3 separate regions of the Anser cygnoides genome follow, and regions 2 and 3 are each linked to region 1. Evidence: chromatin contacts called from public Hi-C data. All regions are on one chromosome and are shown on one strand. The core of a region is the stretch at or near the end of the contact, and the rest is flanking DNA. Distances in the headings are between cores, read along the strand shown. Region 1 holds the start of ATP5PO (ATP synthase peripheral stalk subunit OSCP). Region 2 holds the start of DNAJC28 (DnaJ heat shock protein family (Hsp40) member C28). Region 3 holds the start of RCAN1 (regulator of calcineurin 1).

The links. A called contact is a pair of places that touch in the nucleus more often than the background predicts.
Region 2: a contact with region 1 is called in a Hi-C map of liver, with 2.2 times the contacts expected there. The contact joins the promoter of DNAJC28 here to the promoter of ATP5PO in region 1. A contact is called at or near these places in 3 of 7 Hi-C or Micro-C datasets (granulosa cells and liver).
Region 3: a contact with region 1 is called in a Hi-C map of liver, with 2.2 times the contacts expected there. The contact joins the promoter of RCAN1 here to the promoter of ATP5PO in region 1. A contact is called at or near these places in 2 of 7 Hi-C or Micro-C datasets (granulosa cells and liver).

What each region holds. Positions count from the first base shown.
Region 1 is chr1:113,648,906-113,651,605 of Taihu_goose_T2T_genome, reverse strand. It overlaps ATP5PO (ATP synthase peripheral stalk subunit OSCP), which reads left to right and starts at 1,319. Exons shown (of 7, transcript XM_048071552.2): 1 at 1,319-1,426; 2 at 1,542-1,592; 3 at 1,678-1,788; 4 at 2,063-2,192; 5 at 2,309-2,421. The coding sequence starts at 1,397. LOC106043402 (a long non-coding RNA gene) reads right to left here and starts at 1,269. Exons shown (of 7, transcript XR_010825360.1): 1 at 652-1,269.
Region 2 is chr1:113,372,122-113,374,821 of Taihu_goose_T2T_genome, reverse strand. It overlaps DNAJC28 (DnaJ heat shock protein family (Hsp40) member C28), which reads left to right and starts at 1,279. Exons shown (of 3, transcript XM_048071548.2): 1 at 1,279-1,418; 2 at 1,912-2,007. The region is part of intron 1 of LOC106043431 (trifunctional purine biosynthetic protein adenosine-3-like); the gene reads right to left.
Region 3 is chr1:114,023,132-114,025,831 of Taihu_goose_T2T_genome, reverse strand. RCAN1 (regulator of calcineurin 1) reads left to right here and starts at 1,301. Exons shown (of 4, transcript XM_048071478.2): 1 at 1,301-1,602. The coding sequence starts at 1,390. It overlaps LOC106043442 (a long non-coding RNA gene), which reads right to left. Exons shown (of 3, transcript XR_001211680.3): 3 at 1,708-2,101.

The DNA of each region.
Region 1 (2,700 bases), core at 70-2,569:
ATGTTTTTCCTTAAAGAGAAACAAAGCATTTTCTTCATTTTAGATGTGTTTTTCTTAGTACTGTAGTTATTAAAAATATCAAGAAGAATGGTGTTAGAATGGTAAAAGCTATCATGAACTATACTTGTGGCTTTGAACGTCCCCAGAGCAAATACAACTGGTGATTGCAGGCGCTGAATTCCAGCATCCAGAATAACACATATTGGTTATAGCATCTTATTTCTGATGGGATGCTATACCAGCTTTCTTATTCAGACTCTATTTCCTAAAGAGTGCTAGTCTAATTCTCTGTTTTTGATGTAGCTTTAGCGAGCACTAATTTTTCAATTTGCAGCAACAGCAACATCTAGTGTTCCCAGTCTGCCCTGCATACTTACGTAGCATGCTTGCCATTAATGCAATGCTTCGTATTTTAATACCACCTCCACCTGACCTGCTCACACCACAGAAAATAATTACTCAAACTTTGAAACAGCTCTGTGAGCAGCTGATCCTTTTAGTTTACAGAGAAGACGGAATAATCAGGGAGAGAAGGTGTTTAATTGTTGAAGACAGTTCAGCAGGAGCTGAGCGAGCTGCGTAAGGTCGCACTGGGAGACTCTGGCAAAGTCAGAGCTGAAATGCAGCCTGCCTACCTACACTGTGCTTTACCTGGAAGATCTCTTTGTCCCAGAAGATATATGGACCTAATTTATCTGAGGGGAGGAAACAGCTCGTTGTATCTCAGAGGCAGTTTCACCACATTAGAGGACAGCAGAAACATCTGCGGGAAACATGACATTTTCTCCACTGCAGAGTTTGCGAGAGGCTTGCTCTCTACAGCCGAACAGAGGGATGCAGGGTTGTGTAACTACAGGACCCTTGTGGGAAGCGAGGAAGGGGTTGGGGCGGCAGGGGGGACGTGGGGTGACCCCGAAGGAGGGGCTGCAGCCCCGCAGGCCTCCCCTCCACCAGCACAGCCCCAAGCAACCCGAGGGCTGCGGGCAGCTTGTCACTAGACCTATGACAGGCAAAGCAGGCAGGTGCTGGGTCGAGACCCCCACACAGACCCCTGCCCGCGGGTTTTCCTGAGGAAAGCCACTTCGTTTGCCCTCGAGCCGGGCACAACCGCCTCCTCCACCGAGCAGCACAGCCACCAAAGCCTGGCCTCACCCCGCGGGCTTGCGGGGCGCCGAAGCCCTCGGCTATTTCTCCCAGCCGGGCCCGCCGAGGCTGCTCGGAGGGCGCCGTACCTAAGGACGCCCACAGCGCTGAGGGAGGACAGCGATGGCGCACAACTACAGAACTACATCCCCCGGCGGGCCGCAGAGGGGGCGGTGCGGCCGCCGTGCCTGCGCGCTGCCTCCACACGGGGCCGGGCGGCGCCGTGACCTCGAGCGGCGGGCGGGCGGACAAAATGGCGGCGGCGGCGGGGCTGGCCCTGAAGGTGATGGCGGGGGGCGGCGGGGGGCTGGTGGGGGCTCTCGCCGGGCTCTCCCCTCGCCGTGCGGGGCGAGGGGAGGCGGCGAGGGGGTGCGAGGCCACCGCTGTGCGTCCCGCAGGTGCGGCAGCTGAGCACGTCGGCGGCGAGGCCGGTGTCCAAGCTGGTCAAGGTGAGCGGGGAGCGGGTGCGGGGGGCGGGTCGGAGCCGCCGCGTCCCCGTCCCGGGGCTCCCCTGAGCCGCGCTGTCGCCCGCAGCCCCCCGTGCAGGTGTACGGGCTGGAGGGCCGCTACGCCACGGCGCTGTACTCGGCCGCCACCAAGCAGAAGAAGCTGGAGCAGGTGGAGAAGGAGCTGCTCCGCGTGTGGGTAAGGAGCCCGGCGCCCCGCGTCGCCCCGGGTGTCGGGGTGGCCCTGCCTGGTGGGAGGGAGGTGGGTCTGTGGGCCCAGGCGGGGAAGGAGGAGCATCACCCCTAAAAGAAACCTCCCGTAAATGAGCTGCACCTGGGGCTGTCGTCGTCCCACCTGCATGCTTCTCATCTTTTCGGGCTTGCTCGAGGAGTGACCTTGTTGCCCACTTGGACGGTTTGTTTAGGCTTGGAGAACTTGTGTTTTTTATAACGTTGCACGTGTGTCCTCTTAGACTCTTTTGAAGGACCCCAAACTGTCCAGTGTTGTTATGAACCCTCATACCAAGAGCACAGTTAAACAAAAAGCTGTAAATGATGCTTTAGCAAAAGAGAAGATGTCCCCTATTACTGTCAACCTGATGAGTGAGTAATCATTTGAATTTTGAAAAACATCCAAGGCTACCGGTTATTACTGGTTGCTAACCAGATCTGCTTCTAGTGGTTGCTTTAAACCCTTTCAATACATCTACCTCTTCCAGACTTGCTTGCTGAAAACGGTCGCTTGCGCTACACTCCAGGCATTGTTTCTGCCTTTGGGAAGATCATGAGCGCGTACCGAGGAGAGGTGCTGTGCACGGTCACCACTGCACAGGTAGGTCAGGAATCTCTAGGTTGACCCTAACAGATAGTGACATAAAAGGCAGACCTCTTTAGTTTTATTTTGCTTTCTGTAATATAAGCGTCTTGCTGTGTGAGTAGTGAGGAAAAATCTCACCTCTCCTAGGATGAAAGTCTCTCTGCAAGTAGCGTTTTGATATCCAATAGTTGTTGGTCAGCAATTGAATGCGTTCCTCCTGTATCAGCTTAACAGGTAACATAATTCCTGTGTGTGAACCCTATGGCTGATAGAAGTCAGCCTTGTCTGCCTCTG
Region 2 (2,700 bases), core at 30-2,529, 280 kb after region 1:
CATTAACAGAGAAACAAGCCATTTCTTTCACACTGCTAAAACAAATTTAATAGTAAATCCAGAACTTTGTTTAAAAATTCCGTGCAATTTATGACTTGTGTACTGTTGGACAGATGCTGTGCTTGAGCCTTCTGGTTTATGGAGACATGCATGCTACAGAAATTTTAAGCATCACTTAGCAAGTATTTGTAGACTTCCTTCCTCAGGTTTGTAGACTGTTTTACATTTTCTATCTGACTGAACAGCAAGATACCACAACAAGAGTCTCATTTCTTGTAAGATGAAAGAAGGATAAAATGTATCTCTCATTCGCAAGTTTTCAAAATTTGTTTTTATAGGACAGGATGTATGATGTGTTAAGTCAGAAACAGAATTCCTGCTGCCCTGAAACATCTCTCTCAAGAAAATAATCTAAATTTGTACTCGTTCCAGCTGGTCAATTTATAATGCAATTATTTGTTCAAGTAATTTTCTTAGGTGATGAACTGGATATGCAGCAGAGAAAGACAATACACATGCAAACTTCTAATTTCAAAATCTGACTTTTACAGAAAGCAAATTTGAAATAAAAAATGTAGAAAACTGATTCCTAATGGAAATAAAAGATAACCTCTCTGAAATAATGTGTTTCGGCGTTATTTATTCACCAAGATAGTATAGTGGTAAAGCTGTAAGAGGAAAAGCAGAGTATAATGCTGGAAGCTGTAAAATTAAGCAGACCACTCAATACTTTATCCCCTTCAGGCGCCAGTGCCACCACTTCAATGGCTGGATATGCAATTTGCTTGACCATGTCCCATCAAGTCCCGCTAATTAAACCCATGTCTATTTTTTTTTTCTTTTTCTTTTAATAATAGATGCTAGTGCTCAGGGAGGAAACAAAATTTGCCTTCTGACTACTGGACCTTTACTACATGCATCTGGGCCCTCCCTTCCAGCCTATGGACCTGAATGGTTGTGGGGCCTGGGGTTTCGTTAGCTGAAGCCCCGCCGTCCTGGCAGCCAGCGGGGCCAGGCACAGAGGCTGCAGCAAACCCACCAGACATCACAGCCCCTCCAGCCTCGCAGCTGGCCTTACACATCCTTTTCGGGCAAGCCCAGCAAAGGCTTGAACACCAAACTCTGTTAAGGGACGGAGTGAGCACGCTGTGAAAAACTACCAATATGCCAGGGAAACCTCACGGGGGAAGGCTGTTTCGCAAGCCTGGGAGAGAAAGCCTCGACAGAGGCACTTGCCATCAAATTATAGGGATACACTCAGGAGAACTAAGGCAGAAAAGGGGTTTGAGACCTACAGGCGTGCGTGTAACATAAACCCACAATAAGCAAAAGCGCGGCCGCCATTTTGTGGCTGCCGCCCCGCACTGCGCATGGCGCCGCAAGGCAGCCGGCCGGCGGCCCTCGGGCTCCCCTCGCCGGTGAGCTCGGGTGAGGGCAGGCGGCGGGGGAGACGTCCTTGGGCGAAGGGCAGAGGGGGCTGCCGCCCCCCAGGCTTCCTTGCAGGCGCTCTGCAGCCCTCGGGTGTGCGGTGCTGTGAGGGGAGAAGGGGGGGGAACGGCGGGCGGGGGGGTGAAAAGGGGCGCGCTGCGGTGCGGGGAGCCTCCGCCCGCCCGACACAACCGCGGCTGGAGGAGGGGGGGGAAAGAGGACGGGGGAAGGGGGTCAGCATTTGGGGAAAAGGGGAGCAGTTGTTGGGGAATGGGGGACTGCTACTGGGGCTCTGGTGTCAGCAGGGTGTGTGTGGAGAGAGAGGGATTTGGGCCTTCTGGGGGGGGACCTTGTCCTTGTCACCCTACTCAGCCCCGTGGGTCACAGCACGGTTGCATCAGCTGGGGAATGAAAACCACCCCCTGGCCCTGTAACGGAGCGGGGTGAGGCCCGCGGTATTAAGTGGGGTGTTCTCGTTGGCAGGGCGAAGGTCCTGGTAGTGAAGGTTCTGGAAGCGAAGCCTCCCCCTCCGGCCCGTGCTGCTGCAGGACTGAGGCCGCGGTCAGTCCCAGTCGAACGGTACGGTGGGTGCTTTGCTGGAGTGCTGGATGTGAAGCGACATCTGTGATATTTTACCTCGTTCCTGTTTAAAGTGCACCCTGAGTTTAAAAGAGCGATGCTTTTTAGGTGTGTATTTAACGAGTACCGTCTGAATCAAAACAGTTTTGCTCATATGTTAGTCTTATTTAATCCTTTACAGCAGAACTTGGTAACGGCCCACAACCCAAGGGGTATTTCAAGTTCCCATAGTTTTTTAAGCACAACTGTGTTAAAGTCAAATTAATGGATTTATGAGAAATTCTGCTTCTGATCACTTTGAATTTTGACGGTGTATTCACTGATTTTCCATTTAAGTAGTAGGTATGCGGATTTTATGGCCATATAGAACAATGATGATCTTTGCCAACCACCTACATGGAGAGAAAACAGTGTCTTATTTACCATGTTATGTCAGTAATATCCATTATAAAAACCAGAAGCTGATAATTTCATACCTTATCTGTATCAAAACCAATTGGAAACATTCAAAGTAGATCCAGTCTTTCGTCCAGTCCCACATACATCTCCTTTCCAGAAGGATTAGTACAGAAAAGCAGTTTGTTGTACGTAGAACATACAAACATTATTCATTACTTTAACTCAAGTTAACCTTGGTTTAATCCAGTTTCCTCTTTGGAGAGGAAGTTAGCAAAGGATCTGTTGCAACCAGTG
Region 3 (2,700 bases), core at 52-2,551, 370 kb before region 1:
CTTTACACCACCAAAATATTGCTGTATTTTGGAAGAAAAGATCAGTAAAAGTATGTTACTTTGAACATCATTAAAAATATTTGCCATACCATATTTTAAATCATTTATTAATGTTGCTCAACAAGTGACCCATTGTAGCCTGCATTAATATGTTTATAGCCTGGTTACAAAATCCAGTCCTGTGTGTGGCACGGTAATTTTTTTTTACAAGTGCACACTAACATATGTTATGTACAAAAATATAGTTAAAATTGCAATCTAGAATACTAGACATTCTGAATTGAAACTTTTTTTTTCTGAGCCTCTGGATAGATGACACCTGATGACAAGATCACTATGTGTGATGACACTGCTTTCTAAGTCCTGGGAGTTTGAGCTGTAATGTAAATGACAGTTGCCTCCTCACTCATGTCTATGAGAAGTTTCTTGGAAATTGAAAATGAGAATAGGATTAGCCCCTCAGCTTGCTAAAAGTGGTGTTCTTGTGGTAGCCCTCTTTTGGTCTTAGTGAGAAAACAGCTTTTGGAGGGATTGCACTTTCCACTTTCAGACCTGCTTTCTTACACACCCCCATGGAAGTCGAATATTGGGTTAATATTTTGCCTGCTATCATCCAACAGCTTTTCACTCCTTACTACCTTTAACTATTCTGCACTACACTTCTACTAGGATAGGATGTTTGAGGTCGATATGTGAATATCACGGTAACTTTCTAAAAAGAAAGAAAAAACTGTCATCTGAAGTTCACTTTTAGGTCTTATACATGTATATAGCAACATATTTTGGGGTATGTAAGAAAAGTGTTTGTCTAGGTCAGTTACGTTGGACTAAGCAGCTCAGCACATCAGGTAAGCTTTTGGCATCTGCAGTGTCTGACACGAGCAGCTCCTTGAGCTTAGCTAAGAAAGGTGCAGCTGTCCCTTACAGACTTTTGTCACTAGGAAAAAAAGAAAGGCTTTAAGAATACGCCTCCTTCAGGTCCAAGGTAAGGAGGAAACGACACGACACCACACAACTCTCCCAATAGCGCTACAAGTGTTTTTTTTTTCCCCCTCGGCTCTGGAACACAATGAAACCCTTTGCAGGACATCAAGGGCTGGTCAGGTAGCTCTGGGGACAAGCAAGAGAAACACGAGGCACTCGGTGGTGGCTGACCGACACCCCTTTTTATTCACATTTAACGCCCCTCAGGGCGGCGCTGCCCTCACTCAAGATGGCGGCGAGCAGCGCCGCGCTCCCGCGGGCCACCTGTTGCGGCGGCGCCCGGCGCCTATAGGCTTGCGCGCGGGGGGGGGCAGGAAGGCGACGGTTAAACGGCCGCGGGGGGGGGACCAACGGCCGCCGCCTCAGCCGGGCTCCGCCCCGCGGGGGCTCCGCTCACCGCCGGCCATGGAGAGCGGCGGCGGCGGCGGGAGGGGCCCGGCGGAGCCGTCGCCCCGGGAAGAAGACGAAGAGGAGGAGGAGGAAGAGGAGGCGCTGCCGGCCGAGGCGGCCTGGAGCTTGGTGGACGGCGCGATGGAGGCGGAGGCGCTGGCGGACCTGCCCACCGCCACCATCGCCTGCAACCTCGACCCGCGCGTCTTCCAGGAGGGGCCGTGCCGGGTGAGGGCCGCGCCGCCGCCGCCTCGGGGCGGGGGGGGGAGCGGGGAGGGAGGGTTCGTGAAGGCAGCCCGAGGCGCTTGGTGGGGCGACAGGCAGCCTCTGAGGCGTGGGGCTGCCCTGCGAGCAGGCAAAGGGAGCTGCTGGGCATCGCGAGTGGGTCTGCAGCGCCCGGCTTTGTTTAAAAAGCCAGCAGAGAGGGCTGCACGCCGCTCTGCCAGAGCAGGGCAGGGTAACAGCAGGTGTCAGAAGGCTGTTGTAAGCTGCCTGACAGATCCAGGTCTAATAAATAGATATAAACGCTTCAGGATTGCTTCTCACCTCGTCCGTGGCTTTCCTGATGGAAGTTGGATTCAAGTCGAGCTTACCTCCTCTTACCTGTCACACCACTGACCAGAATTAAAGAATCAGTGAAGCCAGCATTTCTCTTTATTTTTACACCCCTTTTTTCCATCAAGCTCTTATTTTCTGGTGCCCTTGATACTGAAGGAGATGTTCATTTCTTAAAAAAGATCAAAATGAAACCGACTTGAAAAATAAGGCAACAAATGTACTGGTTTAAAATCCTATTACAACAATTGGCTGTCTCTGTGAAAAACAGAGTAGATATAGCAGAGGTCCAACAGCTCAAGGCTACTAACAGTTGCAATGCATTAAAAATGAACTGGAGGTTGGAGTACAATGTAGCTGCATCATCTCTATTACTTTCTAAAATTATTATCGAAAACTTAACAGCAGCGTAATCCTGTATCACTCAGGGCACCTGCTGCTAGGAAAGGAATGGCACCTTCACAGGGATTTATCCTCTTTAATTCAAGTTCACTCCAAATGTGCTTAAGAAAATATGACTTCTAGTATCTTCAGTTGCTGGTGGTAATAGTACTTTTCTTAGGTGAATTCTATAACCTTAAAGGGTGTATTTTGAAAACACAGATATGACAACGTAAATGCATAATTACATGAAGGATCAGGACGTGTCTAAACACTTAAACCATTTTTCCGTCTTTCTGTTTTAATTCCAAAGACTCTGTCTCCAGACACTAAGCTTAGATCAGAGCAAAGTCTTATGCATCACTGAAATGGCAGTCTTTTTTTTTTCCT